Linked DNA regions of Mus musculus: region 2 is linked to region 1. A link is a contact called in public Hi-C data. All regions are on one chromosome and are shown on one strand. The core of a region is the stretch at or near the end of the contact, and the rest is flanking DNA. Distances in the headings are between cores, read along the strand shown.

The links. A called contact is a pair of places that touch in the nucleus more often than the background predicts.
Region 2: a Hi-C map of regulatory T cells shows a contact between it and region 1, with 5 times the contacts expected there. The contact joins two enhancer-like sites. A contact is called at or near these places in 1 of 484 Hi-C or Micro-C datasets (regulatory T cells), 2 of 115 datasets of contacts at active chromatin or transcription factors (effector CD8 T cells and memory CD8 T cells) and 1 of 9 other capture datasets (pancreatic islet).

The regions. Positions count from the first base shown.
Region 1 is chr5:23,608,313-23,616,083 of GRCm38.p6, reverse strand. All of the region lies in intron 2 of Srpk2 (serine/arginine-rich protein specific kinase 2), which reads left to right. Among named protein-coding and RNA genes, the nearest start is that of Srpk2, 64 kb to the left of the region's middle. Within about 2 kb of position 4,338, at least 18 of the 459 cell types and tissues checked have an H3K27ac peak or open chromatin away from gene starts, as enhancers often do. A contact at or near this core is called in regulatory T cells, where this site is marked.
Region 2 is chr5:24,036,811-24,044,581 of GRCm38.p6, reverse strand. No RefSeq gene overlaps it. Among named protein-coding and RNA genes, the nearest start is that of Fam126a, 10 kb to the right of the region's middle. Within about 2 kb of position 4,856, at least 144 of the 459 cell types and tissues checked have an H3K27ac peak or open chromatin away from gene starts, as enhancers often do. A contact at or near this core is called in regulatory T cells, where this site is marked.

The DNA of each region.
Region 1 (7,771 bases), core at 3,089-5,588:
CAAGTGAGGCAGTGCTGAAAGCTTAAAAAATAATTTAACCAAAAAAAAAAATCTTGCTTTTTAAAAGACTTACTATGAGATTTTTGTTCTTGTATTTTGAGGTTGCTGGTATGTAGAATTTCCAAGGTTATTTGTAAATATCTAGCTTAAACATAGTTGATCTTTTTCCTGTAATAAGTATATATATATATTTTTAATGAACAAAGGGAGTGCCATTTGTACATAGCTTAGGAATTGCAAACCCACAGATTAGTCACATTCTGAAAAAGAGATATGATGTTTCTTCAAGTCTCTGCTAGGCAGTGGAACAGTCACTGCGTGCAGTAATGGTTCATGCCTGCAGGTAAGGACAAAATGACTCACAAGTATTTTTAAAGCAATTATTTTATCTGTCATTCATATGATTACACCTGTAAGGAGATGGTTCATGAAAATTACTGTTTTGCCTCATAAGCAAAATTAAGATATTTTTATCTGCTGTAAAAAATGAGACTCAAAGTTCCCTGTTTTGATTCTGTGTTCACTTGTGCTTGTTGATTGTGAGTAAGCAATGTTTGCCATTGAGGTTCTTAGGCAGGCAGTGATGCTCACCTTCCTTTTGTTTATCTCAGTAACTTATACTTCATGTTGACAACTGTATTTAAGCCATGTTGATTTATCTTTTTCTAATTTTTAGGGCATGTTGTTCATAGACTGAAAATTTAGGAAAATAATGTGGAAAATTACTTGGTGGTAAAGAAATGATAACAGGAGAAATATTGTTAAAACCAAACCAGAAACTAGCTGATCCTCCATGACAAACTGAGTGCTAGTTTCAGGAGGCTGCTCTGAGGGCAGAGAGGTTTTACTGACTTTTAGCATCATTAGGTGTAAAGCCTGTGGTTACAACTTTGGTTACAAATGAAGATGTAGCTACATTCTGTAGAGATAAAAAATCAAAAGTAAGAAGTTTTGTGCTTATTTTTCTTGACCCTTGTAACTTCTGGTTTGTGGCTAGCCACCTGATTTCAATTTTGATTCTGTTTGTTGAGCTACAAAAGGAATCTTCAGCCTTGGGAAAACCTGCCAGAAAACTGGTGCTGATGGGAGCAGTAGACACAGGGACGTGCACCGTGAGCTGCCCAAGCATCAGCTGAGGTGTTGGAGTTTTGAACTAGCAGTGTACTGAATGAGAGGACCGCAGTAGTGATGCGTCCTTCTGGGGTAGTGTGAGTTCTTTACTGGTAAACTGACGGCTGAGCACAGAAGATGAATGTCTCTTAAAAACAAGTTAATTTTTTTCTGACTAAACTCATTCTATGGAAACATATTCTCAAGTGTTTTCATGATTTTACATACTTAGGCTCTTGTGGTCATTTGAAAGAAAAGAGAGCACCTGTTGTCATAATTATAAAGCTTAGAGACCGATTGCTGTTGAGGGTGACTTTGTGCATGGTATGCTGGAGCTTGCCTTGCTGGTTTTAGCAGGTGCCTAGAGTTATATTAAGCAGGTGTGATAGTCTCACTTAGGTGGTGAGTATGATTTATGCATCAATTCAAAACTTTGTAAGCATAATAGCTGTTTACTTAATTAAAGTATATTAAAACAAAATGCCCCTTTCCTCTCCATTTCACTAAAATCGGTATCATTTGATTTTTAAATTTATTTAAAAGAGTAGTTCTCAATTCTAATGCTGTGCCCTTTCAATACAGTTCCTCATGCTGTGGTGACCCCAACCATAACATTATTTTTGTTACTACTTTATAGCTGTAATTTTGCTGTTATGAATTATAATGTAAATATCTGTGTTTTCAGATGGTCTTGGGTGAATCCTGTGAAAATGGCTTGCTTATTTATTTATTTATTTTGGTTTTCAAGACAGGATTTCTCTGTTTAGCCCTGGCTGTCCTGGAACTCACTTTGTAGACCAGGCTGGCCTCGAACTCAGAAATCTGCCTGCCTCTGCCTCCCGAGTGCTGGGATTAAAGGCGTGCACCACCATGCCCTGCGAAAGTGGCTAATTTTTAAAAGATCTGTAAAATAATAATCTCAAGTATAAACAGTTTATTATCTAATACCTCTGTCTTGCCCTGGATGTGCAATACCTTATAATATCATGATAGCATTTGTCACATTATTCAATTACTGTTAATCAGCTTTTCTTTCCTTTCCTTTCCTTTCCTTTCCTTTCCTTTCCTTTCCTTTCCTTTCCTTTCCTTTCCTTTCCTTTCCTTTCCTTTCCTTTCCTTTCCTTTCCTTTCCTTTCCTTTCCTTTCCTTTCCTTTCCTTTCCTTTCCTTTCCTTTCCTTTCCTTTCCTTTCCTTTCCTTTCCTTTCCTTTCCTTTCCTTTCCTTTCCTTTCCTTTCCTTTCCTTTCCTTTCCTTTCCTTTCCTTTCCTTCTTTTCTTTTCTTTTCTTTTCTTTTCTTTTCTTTTCTTTTCTTTTCTTTTCTTTTCTTTTCTTTTCTTTTCTTTTTCCCCTTTCCCTTTTCCCCTTTCCCTTTTCCCCTTTCCCTTTTCCCCTTTCCCTTTCCCTTTCCCTTTCCCCTTTCCCTTTTCCCCTTTCCCTTTCCCCTTTCCCCTTGCCCCTTTCCCCTTGCCCCTTTCCCCTTGCCCCTTGCCCCTTGCCCCTTGCCCCTTGCCCCTTGCCCCTTTCCCTTTCCCTTTCCTTTCTTAGACAGGGTTTCTCTGTGTAGCCCTGGCTGTTCTGGAACTCACTCTGTAGATCAGGCTGGCCTCGAATTCAGAAATCCACTTGCCTCTGCCTCCAAAATGCTGGGATTAAAGGCGCGCGCCACCACTGCCTGACCAGTTATTTTATTTCTATTTGATCTCTTAAAAAATGACTTGGTTTAAAAAGAGAAAAATAATTGAGTTATGGTTTTATGAATAGTACTCTAAGACCTTTAAGATTGTCTTAGGTTGCGGCATGGTTCCAGATGCCTGTCAGTAGGTTCGGCAGAGCAGCCTGGTTTCTTTTTCCACAGAGGGATAAGCTATGTGGCACCAGAAGGCATCATTCCTGTACCCTGTCCCTGTAGTGTAGAGGGTTTCCTGAGAGTGCTCTTGGCAGGGCAGGACTTCTGAATGCAGTGTCGTAAGCCTGGGTGGAGCCTCTGCTGGGGTGGGTTTAGTAACCCTTGCATCTTACACATTTAACCCACTATGTGGAAAGAGCCATCCTGAGAAAGCTAGTAATATTGACTGGAGCCTTTTTGTTCATACACTTTTCTAAAATAGAAAAGCATTATAAAACATTAACTTATTTTAATTTTGTAGACTTTTGAGGACTTGTTCCTTGAACATAGAATTAGTCCAAAGTAAAATTATAATGGAGTCTACTAAGAGATCCCAATAGCTGGGGTCTGTTAATATTACTGTCAGTAGCTCTTGAAAATAGTTTGGAAGTTAGGCTTTTAGCTTAGATGAAATAGTGGAGACTCAGAACGTACCTCAGTAGGAGAGATGCGCAGTCCATGTGCTCCGTTTAGGAAGGCTACTCACAGGTCGGAATTAGTGCAGCTCAGCTCAGCTCAGCTACAGTTTGGTTTTAGATGTTGTGTCTTGAAGAGAGAAAAAAAAATTTCAGCTTACCTCTTTAAAGATTAACAACAGACAATGTTACTGAGTGAATGATAATTTAAAAACAGGTGACATGTCCTGTGGCCTGTTAGGATGGGATTTCTGCTGCTCCAGAGTCCTGGAGGGTCCAGGAATAAATCCCACTACAAATATGTCTTCTGTAGAATCGAGTACTTGCTGAATGAGTGAGCACATTGATTTGTTAGCATTGTAATGATGCTGTTAGACATGGTTTTTTGTTTGCTCCCATTTAGTGTAATAAAGTCAACAGAATAGTTACTGGCAAAGCTCACCTCCTCATCTCTCACCTCTTTTGCTTTGTTCCAGCTGTAGCACTTCCGGAGGTTGTGGGTTGGAACACATGGTGAAGAGGAGGAATAGTAATCACAGCTAGGAAAATGGTAGCAATTACTAAACAACCCAGACATCATGTCTCCTGATGGTGGCTCGGTTGTTGGTGCTGGGAACTGAACCAGGTACCCCAATAGCACGAGGGGCGGGGCCGGGGAGCAGGATGAGCTCTCGGTCACCGAATGCTTTATGAGGTTTAAGCTTGCTCTGGGCAGGATGTAAAAGGACAAGCTCTTTGTACTTGGTGTGACATTTTAAATGTCGTAATGAAGGTCTTTGGCATCCTAGTAGTCAGCAAATAAACACTGAATCTATAGTTGCTAGTTACCTTTATTGTGAATGGAGAAATAAGGAAGAGAGAAAATCATGACTGGTATCATGGCCATCATGTTGTGGCCTGTGTTGTACCAGTGCTGAGTAAGAAGCCTTGCTGAGAAGTGACAGGATGGCATGTTGTCTCTACTCTGTACAAGGGCATGCCATGTGGACAGTGTACGTTTGTGCACGTGTGTCCTTTACTTTTCTTTCTTATTTAGAGCACACAAAGAAACCTTGACAAATAGCGAGGAGGGGAATTTGATGGCAAGGCGCAGAGCAGGTTACCCCTTGTTTATTCTAGGCTGTGTCCCGAGGTCTGATCAGTACAGGGGCTGCTGTCCTCTTCCCTTCCTTCCCCGCCATGGCTCCTAGCCACGTGCATTGATGAGTGTACTTTCCTCTCTCGAGCCTCACCCTGACACTGCTTTCTTAGTTTCTCTACAGGATAGACTGGTTTTTTTGTTTTTTGTTTTTTCCCCTGAGTGATAGAATGAGTCAGAAGTGGCTGAGTGCTTATTTATATTTAGTATTTATTAGTATTTTAATGGAAATTAATGGGATTTCACAAACCATATGAAATACAATTTTGTGTGTATGTTTTTAAAGTTTAGTTTATAATTTTGTGTGATATATAATAATCTTTACCAAGCCTGGGGCTGCTTAGATTTTGTGCTACCTTTTTTTTTTTTTTTAAGAAGTTATATATTTCCTCCTCTTGTTTTTGTTTTGTTGTTTTGAGGCAGGGTTTCTCTGTGTAGCTCTGGCTGTCCTAGAACCTACTTTTGTAGACCAGGCTGACGTCAGACTCAGAGCTTGAGATACATTTTGGGTTTTAATATTGATGTAAGGATTTGATTTCATTTTTGCATATGTCTATTCAGTTGTTTCTGTTTTGAATCTGTATAAATAGAAACCCTCAAAAAAATTTTTCCATGCTTGGTTACAGGAAGCCAAATCAGATGGCTGGGAAATGTTTGATGTTCACGTGCTGGGGTCACATACATGGTACAGCATCCTTTGAGATTTTGATTACGCCTCTACTACTAGATTGTATGGCTTGCCCCTTTTGCTTGTATTTTGGCTGTGAGCTGTGTGTGAGAGGTTTAGGTGAATTAAGAAGCAGGAGTGAGAGAGCTTCCTCTCAGACATTTAGATAGAAAGCAGTGAGCTTCATTTGCTTGGACAGATAACGCTGGGAGCATTTTAAAAGTTATGTTTGAAAACAGAGAGACCTAAGGATGTGGAGCACTGCTTAAGCACTGGGCTTTTGGGCTGCAGTGTCTTGAAGATCTGAGAGGTAGAAAATGTCCTGCGCTGTGGTCTTCCCTGCAGGGATTCTTGAGCATAATGCAGTGGAGACACTCAGAAATAATGTGCAGTGGTAAGTGAAGTAATATGTGGGGGAATTAGAGAGAGCGGCGAGGAAAAGGAAGCTGTGCCCTGGTGGGAAGGCCTGTGCTTGGCGTGACAGGGGCCCTGGCTCAGTCCCCAGAACCAAGGTGAATTAAGAAAAGAGACATGATACTCCCCTTCCTCACAGTTCCATGTGTGTCCTCTTCCATGTTACACACGTGCTTCATGTATCTGGTCTCTGCAGTCCAAGGTTTGGGGGTCTCCGTCTATCCATTTCACCTGTTGATGGATGTTAAGGGCTATTTCTTGTTTGTGGCTGTGGGATTATGAATAGTGTTGATATGAGCAGTTGTATGAATGCATTTGGTAAATGAACCTCTGTACATTTTTATTGATTCTAGGTTTATAAGCAGCTGGGGGAAGTGTTGAGGACAGGTGTTATAAAGGGGGTGAACATGAGAATGTAGCCAGAGTCACAGGACCCATCCTCTGAGGTACCATTTCCCACTGAGTATCATCGTTACGAGGTCCTCAAGGGTGTGCATGCTAACATTACCTTTCAGATTTGTTTTCCATAGCAAAATCATTACTCAGGTGAATCCTCTTAGAAGCTCACTTTGTAAATCATGTAAGAAAGAGCCTACTTTTGAGGCCTGGGGGATGAGTCAGTCTTGTGACGTAGTTAGACTTTTTAAACTGTTTACTTTTAAAGTTGTGCTTGCTTTTAAAATTATCCTGAACCAGCATAAAAGTGTAGTTTGGCCATGTAATTTCTGGTTAAAAAAAAAGTAGGCATTTATCTGAGCTGCCCTTCCTTCTGTGGGCAATGATATGCTTTGTTTCCTACACTATTATATTTGTTACCAGTCTACACTTTGATTTTGTCTGATTTCTGATGTTGGGAAGGTTGGTCACATCATGGACTATAAACCATTTCAAACCTAAATCTGTTTGGCAGAGTTCTTCTGTTCTAAAAACCCTTCACCTGTATCCCATGGTTCTTAGGATAAAGGTAATCTGTGACCTGGGCTGTGAGCACCTGCGCTCTTAGACTCAACCTGTGATTATATGTGTGGGATTTGCAGTTTCTAAATTAAGAACTTTGTGGTAAGACTGTGGATATACTGTATTCTTTGTCACAGGCATAGATTAAATTATAGTTACAACTACTTTATATCAACTCTTGTAAATTATCAAGTGTACAAATCTTAGGTTTTTGTCTCATGTAGTTTAATGTTAAATTTTTACATTTATTTTAATGTGAAATAGAAATTTTAATAAATCTGAATGCTTTTCCATTATTCTCCTCAAAAGCAACATTAAACCAAATGTTTCCCCATAGTGTCAATGTTTCAGATACCATCTGTTGCTTTTTGGTCACATAGTTCACACAGTACTAACGGTTACCTTGTCATTTTGTTTACATTTAATTGAAGTAAAATACAGGCTATATCACACTTAATGGTATTCTAAATCCTATTTGTTTTTTCAAAAGAAAATTTCCTATCCCCACCAGAAATGGAACAAGTGGGTCTCACCCTAAGACACAGTGTTATGTCCTATCTAGACTTTCCTGCATGAGAGAGCACGGCCCAAGCCCCGAGCTTGCTGTCAGTGAGGCTCAATGGCAAGGCTCCCTGAGTGAGACTTATGTAGAGATGCCATAAAACTCTGAGAATGCACTTCATCTCCTTTTCTCTCAGAACCTTCTCTCTGTTCTTCACTCACTCAAAGGTACCCTGTGTTTGCGTGTGCATGGTGTGCGCATGTGGTGCTGATGTGCCATGGTGAACATATGGTTGTCTGCAGACAGCTTTGTGCGCTCTGCTCTCCTCTTCCACCTTTGGGTATGTTCTGGGGTCAAACTGAGGTCGTTAGACCTGCACAGCAAGCACTCCCCTGACAGCCATCTTTCTGGCTCATTTTTGTCCTTGAGACGGAGGTCTTTCTGTATAAGCAAGGTTAGCCTGGAACGTGAGATCCTCTTGTCTCAGGCTGTGATAGCATGCCCAGTAGTAGGAGTCTTCTCTTACTTGCTAAGTTTTCTGACTTAACCAGGAGCAGTTCTGAACACACTGTGCTCAGTAGCTGTCATAGTACAAACGGCGACAGAGAAGCCACTACTGTAGTGACCATCCTTCATTTAGACTGATGTTGCAGCAGATTCTTATATAGCATGGGGCTGCAAA
Region 2 (7,771 bases), core at 3,607-6,106, 430 kb before region 1:
TGGGAAGTTCAATGTCAAGGTCAGCCAGATTGGTGATTTAGGTTCCAAGATAATGTCTTGAATGACGTGTTCTCACATAGCAGGAGGTGGAAGGGCAGGGAGAGCAAGACAGACTCATAACTTAATTACCTAAGAACAACCTCATTCCTGCCTCAGTGGGAATTAGGGTTGAACAAATAGATTTTAAAAGGGACACAAGCATTCACATCAAAGAAACCATTCTTACTCCCTCTTCTATGGGCCTCAACTCTCCGGCAAGGGTCTATCATTGACAAAAGCCAGATGGAAGTGAGAACAGAGGACCCTCACAGGACAGAGTAAACAGCTCCCAGAGCCCAGGGAGCTCCACCAGGTCTCCTCTTTGCCACACTTTTAACCTCTCAGAGAAATTCTGAGAAAACCCCTATGTGTCAACTGAGGAACTATTTCCTTTCCAACTAGAGTCCAGTCACGTCTTGTATAGACAAGGAGGCTGAGTTGTGCATGGCACAGTCACATGGTCAAACTCTCACACTGGAGTGTGATGTCTTGACTATAGTTTACTCCACTACCTGACTTTGCCTTAAATCCTTCCAGGCCTCCTCCTGTCGTTATTTGTCCTCAAAGTCCACTCTCTCAGATCCTCTGTTCCCTACAGAAGGAAAAACAGAGATACAGATTTCCTCTTCGAGTAGATGTAAGTCACCATCACTGAGTGATTCACAGGAGTCGGGGCAGCTTCCTCGGTTCCTACAGATATAACAGGGCACACGTTCCACAGAAGTCACAATGTGCCAGCTATTGTTTGTGTATGATCTATTTGTCTTCCTCCAAAGGTTTATTCACTAATATCTCAGTCCCCAGTGTAGTACTAGTCAGAGGGAGTGGGGTCATTATGCTATGTGGCTCAGTAAGAGGAGCTCAGGTCACCATACAAGTGAGGCAGTCCTGGCAGTTGTCATGAGACTGTTCGAAGGAACACAGCTGCTCTATTGCCTTTGCTCCTGGTTTGATGCAATGGCTTGCTCCCACCTGTCCTTGACATTGCTATCTGTGTCATGAGGCAGTGAAGACAGGTGTCAGCCACAGCATGAGAACTTGCACAATGCCGCTTGTAGTTCAAACTCCAAATCCATGAGCAAATGAACCCCAACTTCTGAAGTAGCCTGTGTCAGGTATTCAGTTTGCTGCTACAAATCTGACCAGCATGAGCCTAAATATTACTCTTTGATCCAGCTGGGGGCGTCTGACAAACTGGTGCACCAAGATTGATCAATATGATTCATTTAAATGTGCCCAGGGGTGCTCTGTGGCAATTTGAATGGGTGCTAAGGATGGCAAAATGTTGGTTTCATTAGGACGGGTCACAGCTCAGGCTGCCCAAGGGGAAAGAAAGGACCTTTAGGTTGAAGGCTGGCTTTAGGGGAAACCAAGGAGTGCATGACTTCTGTGGGTGACTCTATGCTCATCTCCTTCCAACTTCCCCTTCTTCCCTTTCAGTCCATCCCTCCTTTTCCCCTCACACTTTAGCCTGCCCTTGGCCCTCTGCTCAGTCAAGATCTGCCTGTCTTTAGGGTTTTCCTTTCAGTGAGATTTCAGCAGGGGATCTGCTAAAGAGAGGTGTTCAGGTCTGCCCCCTGCCCCAGCATAGCAGTAGCCATTTTGTTCCATGTGGCTGTAATATGCCTGCTAGTCATTGACACAGAAAAATAACTTGATTCAGAACAGGGTCATCCTGACCACATACCCTGTTAAGTTGGGTATGTTCTAAGGTTTGTTAATCTTAAGAAATCCCACAAAGCTTTACGTAAGACCCATCAAATTTAAGGTCAATATGAACTGTTTTGTCTAAAATGGCTTGAGTCAGAGCCGACCACCAGGCAGCACTTCCTACACCTGCATTTGAGCTCACTGTGACTTTTATGTTTTTTTTTTTTTTTTCCTTTATAAGCTGACAGAGAAAGATGTTCAATGTTGTGGCTCAGCCTCTGTGTGAGCTATGGTCCTGATCAATGAGTCTTAGGGTGAGCATTCAATAAACCATCCCTGTCTGACTGAGGTGGGTGTTCATGTGATGCGTGGGGCCACTCATGGAGGTGTAGCTAACTGTTCACCTTTGCTTAGTGTATAGTCCTAAATGTTCTCCTTCATTATCATTTCTAGCTACTCTTTCCACACTGACCCCATCCCAGTCTGGTCAGTTGATCTTAGATGGAATATTCATACGTCACGCTCAGCCAGGATTAGAAGCAGCATAGAGAGGCCCCACGGATAGAGAGGTATTGCCTTTCTATTGAGATGCCCTGGAAGGAAATTTACAGCATCTTCTAAAACCATTAAAAGCCGCTCATCGGCTTCCCTATCACCTCTACACAAAACGACTAGGTGGAATTCAAGGCCAGTTAACCACATCTGGCTCTCAAAGTATGTCATGTTATCAGGGATTTGCCCACAGAGCTGTCGGAGTCATTCACCATCAAGGGCTTCCCAGGCCACACTTACTCTGAGTACCACCCTACACCAGTTCAACGTTCTCTCATTTATGAGAACCGGTGTTCTTGGTAACACCATTAATTACCCTCTTGTGTTATGGCTTTTGCAAACTGTCCTCCACTCTTTTAGACCTATAAAGTTTGAAAATCCACTTTCCACACTCAATCCCATCCTACCCTGTTTCCTTCACCCCTACTAGGACATTCTTCACTTGGAATCACTTTCTACACAATGTTCATGATGATATACCATGCAGCTTAACCAAGACCCAACCAAGAAGAAACACTCAGAAGCTTCACGGATGGCAGGCATTAAACACATGTAGACTATGACTCTCCATTGGGACTTAATAAATAATTATTGCTTCTGCATCTAAATGCTGCTGAGCAGTGATTTGCAATAACACAGACAAGCAGAGATACTTTAAAACAGCATAGCATGAAAAGGTAGAAATTAGTCATCAAGGAAATGCAAATTAAACCCACAATGAGATAGTGTTATACACACCCACTTGGATAGCTAGAATTTAAAAGACTGATACTTCAAATATTGGCAAGAATGTGGAGCAACTGTGGGTGTGTAAGAGGTACAAGCAGTTTGGAAAGTGATTTGGCAGAATCGGTAAAGGAGAGATTGTGCTGATCCCCCAGCCAGTGTTTCCACTCTTAGCCGTGTACCAGGAAAGTGCAAGTACATGTGAGCCAGAGGCGTGCACAGGATGCTCCCAAAGACATTCTCTGTCACAGTGCCTTCCCCAAGGATGAAAAGTCACACAGATGTCCCCTCAAATGGCCCAAGAAGCCAAAGCATATTCATATAGGAAAGCAGTATGCAGGGATAGACATGAACCAACCAGAGCTACAGGAAGCATATGGAGTCTGCAAAAACAATATTGAGAGACAAAGACAGAGCTGAAAGTCTAAGTCCCATATGATTTCACCTCATGAAATTGAACAGGTAGAGGTAAACTAAAGTGATTTGGCGGGGTGGGGTTGGGGACGGTGACACGGGACGGTGGTTGGCAATAGATCCAACTGGGATCGCAGTTGGTCAGCATGGTTTTTAACTTGGTTGCAGAGTGTCCCCAGTGATACTGTTGAGTAAACTGTAGTTTTGGTATTTTACTTTTTTTAACATATATGTTGTACAGTAGTCCCCCTGCCTCACCCAAGATTTTGTTTCCTAACTTTTCAGTTGCCCATGGTCCATAGTAGTATGAAAATATTAGTGGGGATCCTAGAAATGAGTCACTATGAGTTTTAAATGTTGAGCCACTCTGAACAGCACAGTGAAATCTTAGGCTGGTCTGCTGGTTACCACCAAGAACAGGAAGCATTTGTTTGTTCAGCACCATGTGTGCTGCCTGCCCATTAGCCCCTAGAGCTGTCTTAGAATCTGGACTGTCTCACTATCACAGCCTTGTTCAAGCACCATTCATTTTACTTAATAATCCCCAATGTATAAACATAGTGATGGTGGTAGTAAAATTACAGAATATACTGAAATTATTTTTATTAGATTATTGTTGTCTATTTCTCAATTTGCCTAATTTATGAGCTAGACTTCATCATGGGTATACATATATTGAGAGAAACCCATAGTATGTATAGGGTTTGATATTGGGCTCATATACCCAGGCATTCTGTGGCAAGGTTTTGGAATACGTTCTCTGTCAGGGAACAGCACACTACTGCATTTCAAAATTATCTTATTTTCTAAAGATGTTTTTGCTGTTTTTATGTGTATGGGTGTTTTACTTGCTTGCTTGTCTGCGGACCACATGCATGTAGTGCTTACAGAAGCCAGAAGAGAGCGTCAAATCGCTCAGAACGTGAGTTATAGAAGGTCGTGAGCAGCCATGTGTGTGCTAGAACTTGAACCTGGGTCCCCCGGAAGAGCAGTTGGTGCTCTTGACCACTAAGCCACATCTGCAGCCCCTGCATTTCTACTGTAGAATGTTACAGTAGCAGAGCTGGTGGGACTAACCCAGCTCCGTACAGCCTGCCGCACCTCCATCCTTTGTTTCACCTGCTTTCCTTCAATGGTCTCCCTCATTCTTCACAGTCTTGGGTCATGTCTTCTTGTCCACAGTCCTCAGAGCTCTCTAGCCCCATCCAGTGCAGATTTCTACACTTTTCTTTCCAATATTCTTTCTTAAGAATAACCATTGAATCTCCTGTAAGTTTTTGGCAGATGATCTTGCTAAAAAAATCCAACACTGCATAAGCAAAATCTTTGGGTGACTTTAAGGCTTGGAGCCATGGTCTAGCCTATGGGGTAGAGGTTTCAAGAATGACACCCTACGAATAACACAGAGTAGCTAGCCAGACCATGTCTCTGCTGGGGTAAAAAGAGAAAGTGAAAGATTGTGTGTGCTTTGGCTTTGCCAGGACAGAGGCTGAGAGACATCACGTGATGATGAACCGGGTCACTTTTACAGGTGGAAGGAGAAGCGGAAGCTGGCTTTTGTAACTGATTTTGTAGCCATGTTCTGCCCTGTTTTGGACACTTCCTTGGCATAAGTATTAGGGTGTGGTGATGACTAAGCAGATGAGAACGGAATTAAAACATGGAAGTATTATTCATATGGTGGACTCCCTTGGCCTTTAAAACCCAGAGCTGCTGTGGGGTGTGCCTCTCCTCACTATCCTGTTCATCCCTCTCTGGGCAGCTGGGCTCATGACCCACCCTTCCTCCAGTGTCTGTCTTATTCAGTTGCTTTGGGCATTAAAAAGAGCTCAGCAAGGCAACCAAAGATGTGTGTTCCTTGCTACTCCTGCTTTCTGATACATGGGAAATATTTATTTAAGTATTTTGGAGATATTTAAGGTGGCACCCAACGAAATATGAAGCTAAACATAATTGCAATATATTGTTCTTGTGAACAGAGCGAGTGGTGGGAAACGGGGCCCCTCCCATTTCCCAACATGTACCCCGTGGCTATGCAGAGAAGTGTGCAAATCTGAAAAGAAACCATAAACCAAAATGAGGCGGGGGAAGAAAGCTTGCCGTCATTTTATGTGCTCCTTTAATTTGTGTTTCTGAACTTCCTCTGTGGGCCAAGCATTTTATTACTGCAGGGGACTCAAGACAAACCACAGTTCAACTTCCTCTGGGGCAGTCATTGTTTATCACATTTACCAGCATATTTTCTGTTGCCTGGGATCTCATCTGGCAATGCAAACTGATGGACAGGCTCACGGTTCTATACTGAACATTCCCTAGTGAGGTCTTTTGGTTGCATGCACCAACAGGAGCTTCTTTGTAGGATTCAGGAGCACCTTCCTTGGTTCCTCCCCTCCTCTCCTCTCCTCTCCTCTCCTCTCCTCTCCTCTCCTCTCCTCTCCTCTCCTCTCCTCTCCTCTCCTCTCCTCTCCTCTCCTCTCCTCTCCTCTCCTCTCCTCTCCTCTCCTCTCCTCTCCTCTCCTCTCCTCTCCTCTCCTCTCCTCTCCTCTCCTCTCCTCTCCTCTCCTCTCCTCTCTTCTCTTCTCTTCTCTTCTCTTCTCTTCTCTTCTCTGGCAGGGTTTCTCTGTATGTAGCTCTGGCTGTCCTGGAACTCACAGAGATCCTCCCGCCTCTGTCTCTGCCTCCGGAGTGCTGGAGGAGTGCCTTTTAGAGAAGTTTGAATAATGCATTGGCTAAGAGTAAAAAGGAAGAATGTTTAATGGAAGTTCACTTAGGAAGAATTAACAACCAGCAATGTACAGTCTGATTTTGCCTAATCTTAAAAAAAATAATTTGTACTTCCTCTTATTTGATTATACAACTTAACATTGTGACCTGGAGAGATGGCTCAGTGGTTAAGAATGCACACTGCTCTTGCAGAGGACCTGAGTTCTATTTCCCACACCCACAGGCTGCCCACAGCAACCTTTAACTCCAGCTTCAGGGCCATTCAGTGCCCCCATGGGCACCTGCACACACATGCCCATATCCACACACAGACACATACATGCATGTATACACATAATTAAAAATAAAATAAATCTTTTATGAGACATCTTTTAGAACACTTAGTAAAATGAAAACGTATGAAGAAACAAAGGTTGTGATTTCTCCATGTTTGTGCAATGCTGGTTTGTCTTCTTGTGAAACTGTGACATTGTCACAGTTATTATAACTGTTATTATAAAGCTTCATACCTTTCTAGTGTGATGAAGAAAATGTCTTTTTACTAGATCACAAAATATTTCCAAAGAGACAACTTACAAAAGAGACATGATAGTCCTCCTTCAACAATAATTCTTTTGGGAGACACTGGCTAATATCATATCTTAGGAGATAACAAGGGTATTTTCATTTTCAGTTACTTGAGAGGAGTGAGTCATTTGAATTCTCAGACGTATCTTTATGGCTTATCAATAAGTATGACAGAGGTGAACTCCTTTCCTAAAAGACAAGAGAAAGTAATTTCTTCCCTTTCAAATTCCTATGATGACAGTTTAACTTAAGAGTGCTTACTGCCCTGGGATTTAACCCAGGGCTTTACGTGTGCCAGACAAATGCTCTGCCGCTGAGTTGCACCCTAGCACTGGTCTTTTCTTTTCCATTTAAGATTTGGAGTTTGCTCTCTTCTTCTTCCCTGGGATATTATTTCTAGGAATATGTATAAGGAACATTGAAGAGTAAATTCTCTTTGCAAAATGAGATCCATCTAGCTTACCCATCTGAAGAGACAGAACAACTCAGGTTTTCCTTCTACACACCCATGACACAGATCATCCCCCATGATCCCAAAATGTGTGAGGACTTCTCCCCGCCAGCAAGCCAGCAAGCAGCTGTGTGACAAATACAAGATGAGCGTTTTCTACTATACCTCAGTTCTGACTTTTTTTTCCTCCCTAAGGCTGAGAGGCTCAGATGCCAGGAAAAAATACAGGCCTTCAAAATTTCTGATTATCAGACTTACATTTGGAGCTCTCATAACCTCTTCCTAGGTTTGACTAATTTGCTTTAAAAGACCCATAGAGCCCAGGGAAACATTAATATTACTATGCCTACTAGTTTCCTATGAATATTTAAAGCCAAACAGATAAGCAGGTAGACAAAGAGATGCACGAGCCTGGATGGGAGGTGTCTCTGGTCTCCAGGGCAGGAGCCTCTGTGCCTTGCAGTTGGGTGCATGAGTTCTCTCAGACTTCTGCAAGCCTCCACACGTTCAGTCCAGACGTTCCCGAAGCCTGCCCTTCTGGGTTCTCATGGGAGTCTGTTGCGTAAGCATGACTGAAGCATGGACTGAAGTCATGGCATGTAGAAGTGTGACTGGACAGGCATGGTCTACTGCTAACAGACAGAGGGG